Regions from separate parts of the Mus musculus genome. Here region 2 is linked to region 1. Evidence: chromatin contacts called from public promoter capture Hi-C data. All regions are on one chromosome and are shown on one strand. Each heading gives the region's core, a stretch centred on a gene start, on an enhancer-like site or on the middle of the called end of the contact. The rest is flanking DNA. Distances are from core to core; before and after follow the strand shown.

What was found. Promoter capture Hi-C pulls out the DNA fragments that hold promoters and counts their contacts.
Region 2: a contact with region 1 is called in a promoter capture Hi-C map of pre-B cells, with 4 times the contacts expected there. The contact joins the promoter of Mgat2 here to the promoter of Hectd1 in region 1. A contact is called at or near these places in 2 of 39 promoter capture datasets (liver and pre-B cells).

The regions. Positions count from the first base shown.
Region 1 is chr12:51,825,798-51,833,174 of GRCm38.p6, forward strand. Hectd1 (HECT domain E3 ubiquitin protein ligase 1) reads right to left here and starts at 3,739. Exons shown (of 43, transcript NM_144788.2): 1 at 3,406-3,739; 2 at 1,555-1,716. The coding sequence starts at 1,694. It overlaps Gm5785, which reads left to right and starts at 2,388. Exons shown (of 4, transcript XM_011244243.2): 1 at 2,388-2,471; 2 at 3,058-3,432; 3 at 3,493-4,758; 4 at 5,191-7,377. The coding sequence starts at 2,388. The coding sequence ends at 4,344.
Region 2 is chr12:69,181,172-69,188,548 of GRCm38.p6, forward strand. It overlaps Mgat2 (mannoside acetylglucosaminyltransferase 2), which reads left to right and starts at 2,987. Exons shown (of 1, transcript NM_146035.2): 1 at 2,987-5,602. The coding sequence starts at 3,483. The coding sequence ends at 4,811. Rpl36al (ribosomal protein L36A-like) reads right to left here and starts at 2,896. Exons shown (of 2, transcript NM_025589.4): 1 at 2,812-2,896; 2 at 1,563-1,994. The coding sequence starts at 1,965. The coding sequence ends at 1,645.

The sequences.
Region 1 (7,377 bases), core at 2,489-4,988:
TAGAAAATGTAACATAGCTGTTTTGTTTAGTTGTAGAATTTTTCATAAGAACCAATTTTACATTGTTAAAATTTCCTTTTAAAAAGTTCTTTATGTATACTCATAGACATAAAATAAATAATTCTTCAAAAAAAAGAAATCTACTGATAAAAAGAATTAACAAACCACCATGATATGGATGTTTATTTATAAGAACTTTTATCAACCCTGTGTACTCGAAGATGCTAGCGATGTTAGAGAGGTTACCAGAGCTGGTTCTCCTCCTACAACCCAGGTTCTGGGCACTAACCCAGGTCCTCGGCCCTCGTGGTCACATCCTTTATCCAGGGAGCCCCCTCCATAGACACCCTTACTTTGACTTTTTCTTTTTCTTTTTTCTTTTTTTGAGACAAGGTCTCCTACAGCTCTGGCTAGCTGGACAGACTATGTCACCAAGGATGTCACTGATGTCACCAAGGCTGGCTGGACAGACTATGTAACCAAGGAAGACCTTTAACTCCTGCTCCTACCTCACCTCTCAAGTGCTGAGATTAAAAGCATGAGCCATATCCAGCTAAAATAATATTTTTTAACAAAAATACAAACTACTTAAAAATCAAAAGAGAGAGCACTTTGAAAAAACAATATAGATTTAGCAAGTAATATAGTCTATTTCCACCTCAAAGGCATTAATTATACCAAGCTTTAAGCCAATATCACAAATATTTTTAAATTACCTTTAAATAGCACTAAAGCACATATAAAAGGTTTTAGTGACTTATTGGAATTCACAACTCAGATGAACTCAGAGAAATGTTTATTCCTTTACTGAACCAGAATCACACAAGAGGAAAATCATGGCCTAAGTGCCGAGCTAGTAGAGTAATGCCTTTCATATTTTTATGCAAACTTTCTAGTATCATCTCTGATACAACTGTTTAAAACTCTCCAAATTTGGGTAGTGAGATGGCTCAGCTGGTAAAAGTACTTACCACGAAGCCTGAGAACCTGAGTTTAATCCTGGAACCCACATGCTAAAATGAGAGATCAACTCCCAAAAAGTTGTCCTCTGACTTCCACATGCACACCATAGCATACACGAAAGTACACACACACACACACACACACACACACAACTTCAAAGCTTCTGTACTTCAAAAAGTATTGGAAATATCCAAATGAAATGTATTAACCGAAGTTATTTTAACAAAAGCAATGACACATGAAAACCAAAGAAACAGGTAGTTCTGACCTTATTCTCCAAGTCATATAATACAAAAACAGCTTTAAAGAAGATAAACATTTATAATCTTTTTAATTTATGAGATGGTTCATAACTGACTCAACCAAGCTATGGTTAGTATTCCTAATCCACACTCATTGAACAAATATGTATTTACATAATCACGATTATCATTACTAGGGTTCCATGAACCACAGACAACTGCAGAAATGTCTAAAGGGGTATTTTAAAGTTCCCTAGCAAAGTTTTCACACAAACTGAAGTCAGCAAATAGCTGGAAACAGATGTCAGCACAGTGGGCGCAGAGGAAGGTGATGCAGGAATGCACTTACGTTTCAAAACAGCGATCCACATTGTCAGACATCAAAAGCAGCATGCATAGCTGCTCCAGGGCTATTAGCTGCATGTCCCTTTCATCTCCCTGTCCCATCTGCAGCCATTCCAGCAACGTATCAGGATCTACATCTGCCATTGTCTTTAAAATGCTCCTTTGCCTAAATTGAAAAAGGGAAACGGGTTTTTCAAACATTTGTTCAGAACTGATCAGCCTGTGTAAAGACTTTTTTCTTGTACATCTGCTTGAACCAAGTTTCTGTAAGGTCCTCAGGTCCTCAAGAGACACACACACACACACACATGCATGTGTATATGTATATACATACAGAGCTATTCTCCAATTTCCATATTGCACTGTGATATGCACACGCACACATACTTGCACACACACAAAATAAGCAAATATATATGCTTTAAAAAAAAAAACTTTCCAGCCGGGCATGGTGGCACACTCCTTTAATCCCAGCGCTAGGGAGGCAGAGGCAGGCAGATTTCTGAGTTCAAGGCCAGCCTGGTCTACAAAGCTGATTTCCAGTACAGCCAGGGCTATACAGAGAAACTCTGTCTTGAAAAAACAAAAACAAAACAACAAAAAAAAACTTTCCAAACTGCAAAGTATTACTTCAAAAAGTATGCTACATATGCAGCAGTCTACTTCCTGGGCTTAATGCAAAAACCCTCAAGGCAAAACAGTTTAACACTGGAATGAATATATGCTGATTAGGTTGCTAGTTAACTAGAAACCAGAGCTGTCTTGGTCAAACACTATGAAACAAGTTTTGGATCCCAGTACTGTTATCACCAATGTCTGTGCCAAAAGGCAAAAAACATGTACAAAAAAGTTCTTTTACCAGTCAACTTCTTCCTGCAACCTCCCCCCAAACTCCACCAAAAATCGGAGCTTCAGATACGGGTCAGATCCAGTAGTTTTAAAGACCACTTTCCAATCCAATTCTTCTTCGGATTGAATTTCCCTTCTCACGAGTTTTGAATTCTCAAACTTACTCCTAAAATATGCCCAAATACAAACAGTAATTAGATATGAAATCTACCTATGCGGAAGTAAATACTGATAAGAACTTCTGGTAATCTAGGCAAATGTTCTTAAAACTTTTTTTTTTTTGGGGGGGGGGCTTGATGCTAAAGTAAATACAACTAACAGGTTACCACCCCCCCCCAGGCAGACGGACAGACAGGCAGACATTCTTTCTCCCATAGGATGGGGCAGTTAGTTTTTATGTAAAAAATTTTTTGAGAAGTAGTCTAGGCAGGCAAGTCATTACAAAAGCTTCTAGATGCCCGACCAAAGGACAGCGTTGCGTCCCACGCAATCCACCTGCCGGTGTGGGAACCTAGAGGCGGGTCGCGGTGGGCACCCATCGGCCGCGCCCGGCGGGGCTGCCCCATCGTCCTCGGCCTGATCAAGGCCGGAGCCGCGACGCTGACAGCCAACCTGGCTAAGTTAGCTACCTGCCTCCGGGCGGAGGGCGAAGTTCTAGAGAAGCAGCAAACCTGCGAGCTCAAGAGGAAGCCGCCGAGCGGCTGGGGTGCGGGTCTCCCGGAACTCGGAGGCCCAGCGGGACGTCCCCGGTCCCCGCCGGGCGGCTGAGCCTTACCAAGGACAAGGAGCGCGTAGCCGGAGCTCCGAAGCCAACAAGCCAAGCCCCGTAAGGCCCGGAGAGGGGAACAAAGGGCCCGATACGCAGAGGCGACGGCGGAAGACCGACCTCACCGCGCTGGGGTCCAGCTCCGCGCCCGCCGCTGGACTCGGCGGCCCGGATCCTCGCGCAGGCCCAGCCTGCCGACAGCGCCTAGCGCCCCCGCCTACCCTGACCGCAGGCTCTTACCCTGGCTCGCCGTACCAAACAGCTCCGGTCCAGCTCCAAGCAGGCCGCGGGCAGAGCCTGGCCCGGCCGCGGCCCTCGAGTTCCTAGGAAACCGCAGGCCGCGCAGGTCGAGCCAGGCAGGCGGCACAGGAAAAGCCGTGTCTCGTCCCTCCCCTTCCTCCGCGGGGACCCGGTGACAAGGAAGCGAGAGGCTCCCCCGAGCGGCGGCAGCCAGCGCGGGTCCCGACCCCAGCACGCGGCTCCTCAGACCCTGCGGTTCAGAGCCAGGTCCGCGCGGGGCCGTCGGCGGCAGCGGGGAGACGCCGCGTCCATCGCCAGCCGGGCGGGGGCAGGAGAAGGGTCGGCCGAGCGCCGGGCGGGGAGGCTGGTGAAGGCCGCGCCGGCGGAGGCGGAGCGAACGCCTCCCGGCCGCCCTGCCCGCGGCCACCTGGGGCGCTGCGGAGGCCGGACCCCGCGGCACGGGGCGACGACGGGGGGCGCCGGGCTCCTTCGGCGGTCGGCTACGGCTCTCCTCAGCCCGGCCTCCCGGCGCCCGAGTCGCCGCGCTGTCAATCCGCGCGCGCCGCCAGCAGCTGCTCCGCGCACGCTCCGCCCGTCTCGCCCGGCGCGAGCCGCTCCGGAGTCCTGCGGAACGGAGGCCACCGTCTCGCAGGCGCTCGGCGTGCCCGGGTCACCCCCTCCTCCGGACTTTTAAAGCCAGCGGTTTACCAGAACGCTTCCCAGCGAGCCTGGGAACTCGGCGAGCGCTGCGCAGCCGGGCGTTATCGCCTCGGCGCAGATGGGACCAGGACGGCTGCGGGAACTCGTGCCTCCTGCCTGCCCACCGTGGAGTCCCGGGAAGCAGCCAGCATCGAGGACTTCCCACACAGTTGCCTTCGGCTCGTGGTCACTTGTACTTCCGTAGTTATTCCCGTCAAACTTTTATTTCATGGGCGTTGAAAAATCAAATACTAGCCGCTGCTAGTGGAGTCCTCACGTAACCGTGACACTAGAGAACTGGAGGCTGGAGTTCAAGGTCATCCTTGGCTACAAAATGAGGTCGAGACTTGTCTGGGCTACAGGGCGGCGACGGTGGTGATGAAGAAGGAGCAGCCAAGGGAGAGAAAAAGAGGAAGAAAAAGACTCCATACTGAACTCATCCTTTGAACAACAACAACAAAATAGCAGTAGATACCTAATTTTAGGAAAGAACTGTATGCAAAGACCGAGGCTAGTAGTTTTCAACCCTGGCGGCACATTAGAGACACCCGGAAAAGTTTTCATTAGAAGAGTTTTAGATCCACAGCAAATTGAACAGAAAGTACAGAGAATAAGTTATGGCTACCCTGTTCTGTATCATGTGTTCCTGGCCAGGTAGGGCTAAGGACAGAGAGTTCCCACTGATCTCTTTGTTTATGGTTTTGCCCTTTCCAAAATATCGTTTCTAGTTGGAATTATTCACTAACACTCTTTAAGGATCCTCTGTGAGTTTTTATAGCTTGGTAGCTCATTTATTTGGTGTTGTGTTGTGTTTTGTTTTGTTTTGTTGTACTGGATTTTTTTATTTGGTTTTGTTTTTTACTTTTTGTTTTTCTTGTTGTTTTGAAGTGGGTATGCTTATGTAACCCTGGCTGGCCTAAAGTCAATATCCTCCTGCCTCAGCTTCCTGAGTATGCTAACAAGAGGGCTTCCTTCCTGAGTATGCTAACAAGTATGCTAACACCTGGCTTGGGAGCCCATTTAATTCTTACTGCTAAATAATAGTAAGTTGTTTAGATGTAACACAATGTGTTTCTTCATATACAGATGCCTGGAATCTACCTTCACAGACTATGAACGGCTCATGCAGAAATTTCCAAAGTTCCCCAACAGGAAAAATACTTTCTAACAATGTAGCTACCACAGGACTGTGGCCAGAACAAATGAAAAACTCTTCAAACCCAAGAATAAGAAAAAACCTTGCCAGGCAGTGGTGGCGCACACCTTTAATCCCAGCACTTGGGAGGCAGAGGCAGGTGGACTTCTGAGTTGAGGCCATCCTGGACTACAGAGTGAGTTCCAGGACAGCCAGAGCTACACAGAGAAACCCTGTCTCAGAAAAGAAAAAAGAAAAGAAAAAAACCTTAATTAGAAATTGTAAAAGACTGGAGACATTTAACCAAGAAGACATCCCAGTGGCTGGCGAGAAAGCATATGAAAGATGCTTAACATTATCTGGCCTTGAGAAATTGAAGATACTCACTGGTGGTCTGTGCGTTTGGTTCCCAGTACCCATATCAGGCAGCTCACATCTGATGCCTCTGGCCTCTACAAGCACCTGCGTTTACATGCATTCACCCACACACAGGCATGCACATGTGCACATAATGTAAAAGTAATTTAAATAAATCTTTGAGGAAAAGAAATTTTAAAATAATACTCTAGAGCTATAGATAACAGCTCAGTTGGTAGGGTACTTACCTACTACACACAAAGCCTGGGTTCTCTGTCCAGGACTGGATAGAACCAGGCCCTAAAACTGGGATTGGTGGGACAGACGGACAGACTTTTAATTTCCATCACAGGCAGAAGAAGCAGTTCAAGAGCTTCCTCAGCTACATAATGAACTTCCTCAGCTACATAATGAACTGGGTTCCAGCCTAGAATACATAGAATGACCGTGTCTGAAGAAGGGAAAAGAGGGCAGAGGGAAGGAAGGGAACACTCGAGACTTCTAAACATCATTAGAAGGGCGAAAAACCAAAGCCCAATAACACCAAACGCTGGAAGGGTGTGATTCAGCCGGAGCGCTCTTGGTACCCGTGGAAAGTAATAGTGCCCCTGTGTAAGATAAAAAAAGGCTCTGGTTTTGTAAAAGCAGGCATGGGCAAAGCCAAGAACCTAGGACCCACATGAAAGCCCACAGGCAGTGACAGGTGCCTGCGGTCCCGGCGCCTCCCGCGGAGAGCTAGGAAACAGAAGAATCACCTGGAATCTTACAGGCCAGCTCTCCAGGGGCGGGGCGTGATGCAGGGCAGAAAGGAGAGAGAGAGAACCAACTCCCGAACCTTGTAGAGGTTTGTTTTCCCTTTAGAAGTTGCTTTATCTATGAGCGAGGCATGGGGGCACCCACCTTTAATTCCTGCACTCAGGAGTCAGAAGCAGGAAGGTCTCTGTGAGTTTGAGGTCAGCCGGGGAAAGCTACATAGTGAGACCCTGTGTTCAACAAGACAAATTTGTTATGTACAAATAACAGGCAACATTCTATCCATGAGTCCTATTTTCTAAGACCTTAAAAAAAAAAAAAAAAGAAAAGAAAGAAAATAGACAATACTTTTTAAAAGGCAAGAAGAGTCTTCTGCTTCTAGATGATTGCTGGGCTAGAGAGAGAGGGAAGTTTGTTGAACCGAAAGTGACAACTTAGAATTGCATATTCTCCAGAACAGGAATAGTAAGGTGACGATTGGGGGCACCTAAGAGTACTGGCTGCTGTTCCAGAGGACTGGGTTTCAGTTCCCAGCATCCACACATGGAAGCTCATATCTGTAATTCAAGTTCTGGGGTATCCTATACCCTCAGACAAACATGCAGGCAAAACACCAATCAATACACATTAAAAAATTAGAAATGACTTAAAAAACAGTAAGATGACCTCGGAGCAAGTTTATTCAACATCCCTGGACATCCACAGATGCCTACCAGAGCCATTGAAGCAGGTCAGGAAGTCCAACGTAATTCAGCTGCTCCAACAATCCAATCCACAGAGGCTCCCATAAAGGTTAGGGTCCTAACCTCCGCACTTACACCAGGCATTCATAGACCCACACTTACACATCAAATAAATAGCTGAGCGAGGTGATGTATGCCTCTAATCTCAGCACACAGGAAGCAAAGAGCTCAAGACCAGACTGGTCTATGTAGTGAGTTCCAGGCTAGTCATGGCTACATAGTGAAACCTTATCTCAAATAAATACATAAATAAGCATATATATGTATATATGTATGTATATGTAT
Region 2 (7,377 bases), core at 1,737-4,236, about 17 Mb after region 1:
GTCATGGTGTGATGCACATTTAATTCTAGCATTTGGGAGGCAGAGGCAGGCGGGTCTCTGAGTTGGAGGCTTGCCTGTTTTGCATGATGAGTTCCAGGTCTGAGAGTGAATAGGTTTGGAGGAACAGAGGTGTTAGCGTGTGGCTGTTCAGCCTGGAAAGGAGAACCAGATTTCACCTATAATTCATTTTACTACAACTTTATCATTTCCAACTTTTTTCCTTTTTTAAAGATTCAAACATTGGTATTAAGCATTAGAACACTTTTTTTTTTTTCTGGTTTTTCAGGACAAGGCTTCTCTGTATAGCATTTAGTTCCTGGAACTTACTTTCTAGACTAGGCTGGCCTTGAACTCCTGCATCTGTCTCCCAAGTGCTGGGATTAAAGGTGTATGCCACCACTGCCCAGCAGCATTAGAACACTTTTATTAGAACTTTATTCAAGGGGTAAGACATAGTGGTCTACCTTAAAGGAGGCAGAGGGAGGTTAATCTCTGAATTTGAGGCCAGTCTGGTCTACATACTTCCAGGACAGCCAAAGCTAGAAACCCTGTCTCCCCAAAATTTTATTTCTTAACTAGATAATGATGGTATAGGTCTGTAACAGGACTTCCCTAGTATATACAGGACCCTAAGTTTGACTCCTAGCAGTACCACCAATGAAAAAGCTTGCTTTCTTAATTATCTTTACATAGGAGTAAACTTTCTACATAGGAGTTTTAGATAAACATGTTAGATCCCCTGTAATTATACTTACAGACAATTGGAAGCCACGTAGATGCTGGGGATGTTTTGCAAAAAGAGCAGCCATGGGCTGTAGAAATGGCTTATCTGGTAAGGAGCACTGGCTGTTCTTCCAGAGGACCCAGGTTTAATTGGAGCACCCACGTGGCAGCTCACAACTAACGCCAGTTCTAGACCTGATACCCTCACACATGTACACTTCTAGGCAAAGAGTCAATTCACGTGTAAGATTAAAAAAAAAAAAAAAGACAGCCAGGGTTAATAAGCCATCTCTCCAGTCTTAATTATTCTTTACCCCACCCACCAATGAGTCATTTAAATTCAAATTTTATTCCCCTCCTCCCTTTTATGGAATTTTTTTGAATGAGTTACCAAACATGTATCACTGTCCATGGTAAATTAGCCAACATCAACAAGTCTGAAAATATAATGAACAATTATTAAATAATAATTTTCATATAAATTGAAAATACCTAATCAAGTGACCAATTTAATGTTAGTCTCCAAGCCATTCTGAGTGGAAGGATGAAACCTTTGTCAGCAGATCTGGGGAATGAATTCTATGACCATCACATATGTTCTGTGCCCATTATTCTGTAGCTACTGCTTATCTGTATGACTTCTTGTAGGGCACTTAGTACACACTTTGCCTAGCATGCAGAAAGCACTGGGTTCAACCCAACACAGCACCTTAGAAATAGGATATGGTGCAATTCTGTACTTCTAGTATTTAGGAGGCAGAGGTAGACCCAGACTCAAATTATGTTTGAAAACAAAACCCCCTAAATATGCAATCCTACTGAGAATCAAAACACAAGGCTTGGTATCATTAACAGTAACTTTATTCTCTAGCAGGTCATTTCTCTACTGCTTCAGTATTTTCCTCTCAGAGAACACAAGTTTTAGAACTGGATCACTTGGCCCTTCCTCTTCTTGTCGCCTCCCAGTTCAAAATGCTTGCATCTCTTAATGGCCAGCATCCTCTTGGATCTGCAGTTGGGCTCAACACACTCAAGCCTGAGCACAATCTTCTTTGTGGTTTTGGCCTTCTTTCGAAAGATTGGCTTTGTCTGCCCACCGTAGCCACTCTGCTTGCGATCGTAGCGCCGCTTTCCTTGGGCATACAGGGAATCCTTGCCCTTCTTATACTGGGTCACTTTGTGAGGCTGATGCTTGCCACATTTCTTACAGAAAGTCCTTCGGGTTTTTGGTACGTTGACCATGTTTGCAGTAGAAGTGTCTGCGATGAGAACTGTAAGAAAGTTTCAGACATTAAAGATCTTCAAACTCGAAAGTTTTAAACAGGTATAATTTGTAGGAACATATAAAAAAAAAACAGTAATGTTCGAAAATTTGTGAACCCACCAAGTACTCATTTCCCACGTGAATAAAAGGCCAACACGCAGCTGAGTGGATGAGCACTGGCTTAAACACCGGGGTTCAATCCTTACCACTTCAAGCCTATAGAAAAACTGTTTTTTGTTTTTTTAAACTAAAACGAGGCATTAACAGTTAAAAACTCAGACCTGATGGAGTGTGTCCTGGGAGGCTGAGGCAGAGGATTGCTAGTTGAGGTCTGCCTTAGCGTCCAAAGGAACTGACACTTGGAGTGGCCATTACAGTTCTCCCCAAACCAGCGTCCAATTTCTTAGGTCTCACTGCAAGGACAACGCAGTGGCGTCCGGGTAGAGAAGTTTTGCTCGGACTACCCCACAGCAATTCCCTCCGTTTTCTAGCTACGAATGGCTTACAACGAAATATAGTCGTTTCTGCAACAACCGGGCTCGTTCCTTCCCCCCAGCCACGTCAGTCTGTTTTGGCTTCACCCCCTCTAAAGCACCGTCACTCTCCAGCGGGCCCGAAGGCTGACGTGTCGTTAGCAGCCAGCACGCCTCGCCGCCCGGGAGCCGCCATGCTGGAGCGGTCTCTTCCGAGAGAGCCGCGGGCTGACCTCAAGCCGCGGCGGGCAGCACCTGCCCCTTTCCGACGCCTCAAAGAGCTAGGTCGGCTCCGGCTTCCAGGCGACCGCGGTCCCCAAGGAAGCAGCTACCGCTCTGCTCCAGACTTACCGAGAGACCGGCCGCCGCGATCCCCGACTCAACCGCACGCGCCGAACAGGAAAGGGACGAACAGAGCGGAAGTCGGAACTGAACCTGAGCGACGGGAATGCGAACCAATAAGCAGCGGCCTCCTCCGGAGGCTTCTGAGAAGCGCCAATCAGCGCCCGGCGGGGCGGGGCGGGGCGGAGGGTGTGGGCCGGAGGGCCCGGGCGCTCGCAGGCCAGTCGCGGCTTGTCAGAGCGGTCGCTGCCGGAGCGGGGCGAGGCTGCGGCGTTCGGTGTCGCCGTTCCGCCGTGCGAGCAAGGATGAGCGCGCAGAGGACGCAGAGCCACGGGCAGCGCAGGTAAAGGAATCACGGTGTCGGCGACCGCGGCGGGGCTTCTTCCGGGACCCCCGGGTGCTGAATGGAGAGGACCGAGGCGACGTTGAGCCGCGGCTCGTAGCGGCGGGGCGGCTGCCGGAGCTGCAACTGCCAGAGAGGATGCGCGGAGCCCGGGCGGCGCGAGGCAGTTGAGAGCCTTCGGGCCCCAGGACGCCGGAGCCCGGGATGAGTTAGCGAGGGCCGCCGCGGGGGCCAGTTCCTAGGGCTGCAGGCCAAGGCGACGGCGCCGCCCGCCCGCCCCTTCCGTGCAGAGGCCGCCAGCTTCTTTTCCGCGCCCGCGCTCCGGGCCCTGGAGACCATGAGGTTCCGCATCTACAAACGGAAGGTGCTAATCCTGACGCTCGTGGTGGCCGCCTGCGGCTTCGTCCTCTGGAGTAGCAATGGGCGACAAAGGAAGAGCGACGCCCTTGGCCCGCCGCTGCTGGACGCGGAGCCCGTACGGGGTGCGGGCCACCTTGCTGTGTCCGTAGGCATCCGCAGGGTCTCAAACGAATCGGCCGCTCCTCTGGTTCCCGCGGTCCCGCGGCCGGAGGTGGACAACCTAACGCTGCGGTACCGGTCCCTGGTGTACCAGTTGAACTTCGATCAGATGCTGAGGAACGTCGGTAATGACGGCACCTGGAGCCCCGGGGAGCTGGTGCTGGTGGTCCAGGTGCATAACAGGCCGGAATACCTCAGGTTGCTGATAGACTCGCTTCGCAAAGCCCAGGGTATTCAGGAAGTCCTAGTCATCTTTAGCCATGACTTCTGGTCCGCAGAGATCAACAGTCTGATCTCCAGGGTGGATTTCTGCCCGGTTCTGCAAGTGTTCTTTCCGTTCAGCATTCAGCTGTACCCGAATGAGTTTCCGGGTAGTGACCCTAGAGATTGCCCCAGAGACCTAAAGAAGAATGCAGCTCTGAAGTTGGGGTGCATCAATGCCGAATACCCTGACTCCTTCGGCCATTACAGAGAGGCCAAGTTCTCACAAACCAAACACCATTGGTGGTGGAAGCTGCATTTTGTATGGGAAAGAGTCAAAGTTCTTCAAGATTACACTGGCCTTATACTCTTCCTGGAAGAGGACCACTACTTAGCCCCAGACTTTTACCATGTCTTCAAAAAGATGTGGAAACTGAAGCAGCAGGAGTGTCCTGGGTGTGACGTCCTCTCTCTAGGGACCTACACCACCATTCGGAGTTTCTATGGCATTGCTGACAAAGTAGATGTGAAAACTTGGAAATCGACAGAGCACAACATGGGGCTAGCCTTGACCCGAGATGCATATCAGAAGCTTATCGAATGCACGGACACTTTCTGTACTTACGATGATTATAACTGGGACTGGACTCTTCAGTATTTGACTCTAGCTTGTCTTCCTAAAATCTGGAAAGTCTTAGTTCCTCAGGCTCCTAGGATTTTTCATGCTGGAGACTGTGGTATGCATCACAAGAAAACATGTAGGCCATCCACCCAGAGTGCCCAAATTGAGTCATTATTAAATAGCAACAAACAATACCTGTTTCCGGAAACTCTAGTTATCGGTGAGAAGTTTCCTATGGCAGCCATTTCCCCACCTAGGAAAAATGGAGGGTGGGGAGATATTAGGGACCATGAACTCTGTAAAAGTTATAGAAGACTGCAGTGAGGAAAAAAAATATCACAATTGCAAAAGCAAAAGTGACAGTCTTCTATTTTTTATATTTGTCTCAATGGGATATACAATTGAATAAAGGTATAGGAACCGGCCTCTGCTTTAATACATAAACTTCTTGTAAAAGGTGTCCAGATACATAGCAATCCTTTCCAGTTAGGACTGATTAAAATTTCAAACTGAAATTTTCATTTTGGGACTGGGTTTTAAAATTCAGTCTATCTGCTTAAAAGTAATGATTAGATTATTGATAAAAAAAGAAAGGGGAAATTTTATTTAAATCACATCTGTTAATCTTTTTATCTAAAACTTTGTATACTTTTCCACTTTCAAAAGTTATTTTAAGTATATCAAGATTTATTTAAAACTGTCAACAACAGTAAAAAGTATTACAATGAAATCACTAGAGTATTTCTGGGACAGACCCAGTTTCACTATTGACACAGTTATTAGAAAGGAATCCTTTGGTTCAATAACTCAGAAGTTTTAAGTTTGTTAAGCATCCTGTCGGAAGAGTCATTTTCAGTATTACTGATTCCTGTGCTATTGTGTTAAGATTTGCCTGTGCTTTCAACATACATATTACATGATTTCCTTTGGAATGTATTTGATTAATAAGGAAGTTAAAGCAATGTTTTCACCTCAATGTAGAAATACAGTGGTTTTGATTTTTTTCTTCTTAGTGCTGCCAAAATAAAATACTCATTTTTGCATAAAATTCCCTAATCATTTTGCAGAATCTTCTATTTGTATCAATAAAGGCATTCTAGGAGTTTTGAGAATGAGCATCACATCTTAATATTTTCTAGCTATACATTGTATGAGCTTAAAGGAAGCCTGTTCATGACAGTGCATTCTCTTAGGAAGAAATTGTTTGGCTTTCAAATTAGCCAGGCATAGATAATGAGCAGTAAGAAAAGCTGCTGCCTAAGGGAAGTTCTGCCTAAATTGTTTTTGAAGGCCAGAACGATCCAAAGTTCAGTTTTGCCAAGGTACAGCAAAACTGGTGCCAGCCGTAACTGAGATACTCTTAAAAGTACAGTTACAGGAGTAAGAAGCAATCTTGAGGCTTACCTTTCCATGATGTAGAAAAAAAAAATGACAGAGGACTCATTTCTGTGTGAAGATGACTGTTGCTCTTGAACCACTCTCGTACTAGAACTGTTGTGCATTTTCAAGGTGAAGCAAAGTTGCCTGGGCTTTGGCTTTTGAAATGTTTTACCACATTTGTATCCTGTGTGCACGTGTGTTGGTAGTGAATGCTGAAGGTCAGAGGACGTTGGCTCTCTACCCTGTGAGTCTCAGGGACAGAACTCCAGGCACTTTGGTGGCAGGTACCTTTACCACTGAGCTGTCTTACTCTTTGCTTGTTTAAAGATTGGTTTGTGTGCATAGCTCTGGCTGGCCTTGTGTTTATAACCCTCCCACTTGTGCCTTCAGCTGGGATTACAGAGCCCTTTGCATGCAATGCAAGGGTTGTACCCCAAGTGCATAATGTTCAACGTTGCATGGGGAGAGATGTAAACACCTTCTCCAGGATTTACACCCCTGTATAGTATCTTAACCTGATATCACCAGTTCAAAGGACAGAAGAAAGAGGTTTCCAGGAGTGTTCAAAGGCTAGTCATTAGTGGTCTTACCTGAAACAGAACTAGATCAGCTCATGGCCTTGGGCCTAGTGACACCCACAGACATTTCTTCCACTTATATTTTTTATGTTTTTTTTTTTCCATTCTGGTCTAAAATACTTTGTGAGAAAAAAAACCCACAAATCTGTTTGGATCTCCTCTTTGCCTCATTTTAGAAGTTACAAATTGATTTTAAAAATAGTTGGTTTTGATAGAAAAGGCAATTTTTCTGTCAGAACAAAAATGGCCAGGTTTTTGTTTTTTTAATTCCTCTGCTAAATTTATTGTGTGTGGGTATTTTGTCTGCATGTGTATCTGTGTACCACCTGTGGAGGTCAGAGGGCGTTGACTCCTCTGGGACTGGAGTTAACACATAGTTGTGAGCTGCTAGGTGGGTGCTGGAAATTGAACCAGGATCCTCTCAAAGAGCAGCTACTATTAACTAGTGAGCCATCTCTCTAACCTCTTTAGAAATTTTAAACATTCTTTAAAACCAAAAGTTTTTTTTTTTTTTTTTTTTTTTTGGTTTTTCAAGACAGGGTTTCTCTGTATAGCCCTGGCTGTCCTGGAACTCACTCTGTAAACCAGGCTGGCCTCGAACTCAGAAATCCGCCTGTCTCTGCCTCCAGAGTGCTGGGATTAAAGGCTTGCACCACCACGCCCAGCTACCAAAAGATGTTAATACTTTAACTTCCAAGAAATTAGAGTTGGTTTTGAATAATCTTAAAACATTTAAATTTATCTGTATGCATATTGATGTTTTGCCTGCACGTATGTATGCTCACTTGGGCACCTGGTGCCCACATAAGCTAGAGGAGGGCATCAAATCCTCTGACCCTCGAAATTAGGTGGTTATGAGCTATAATGTGGGTGGTAGGGATCGAACCTGGGTCCTCTCAAGAGCAAGGGCTCTGAACTGCTCAGCCACTGTC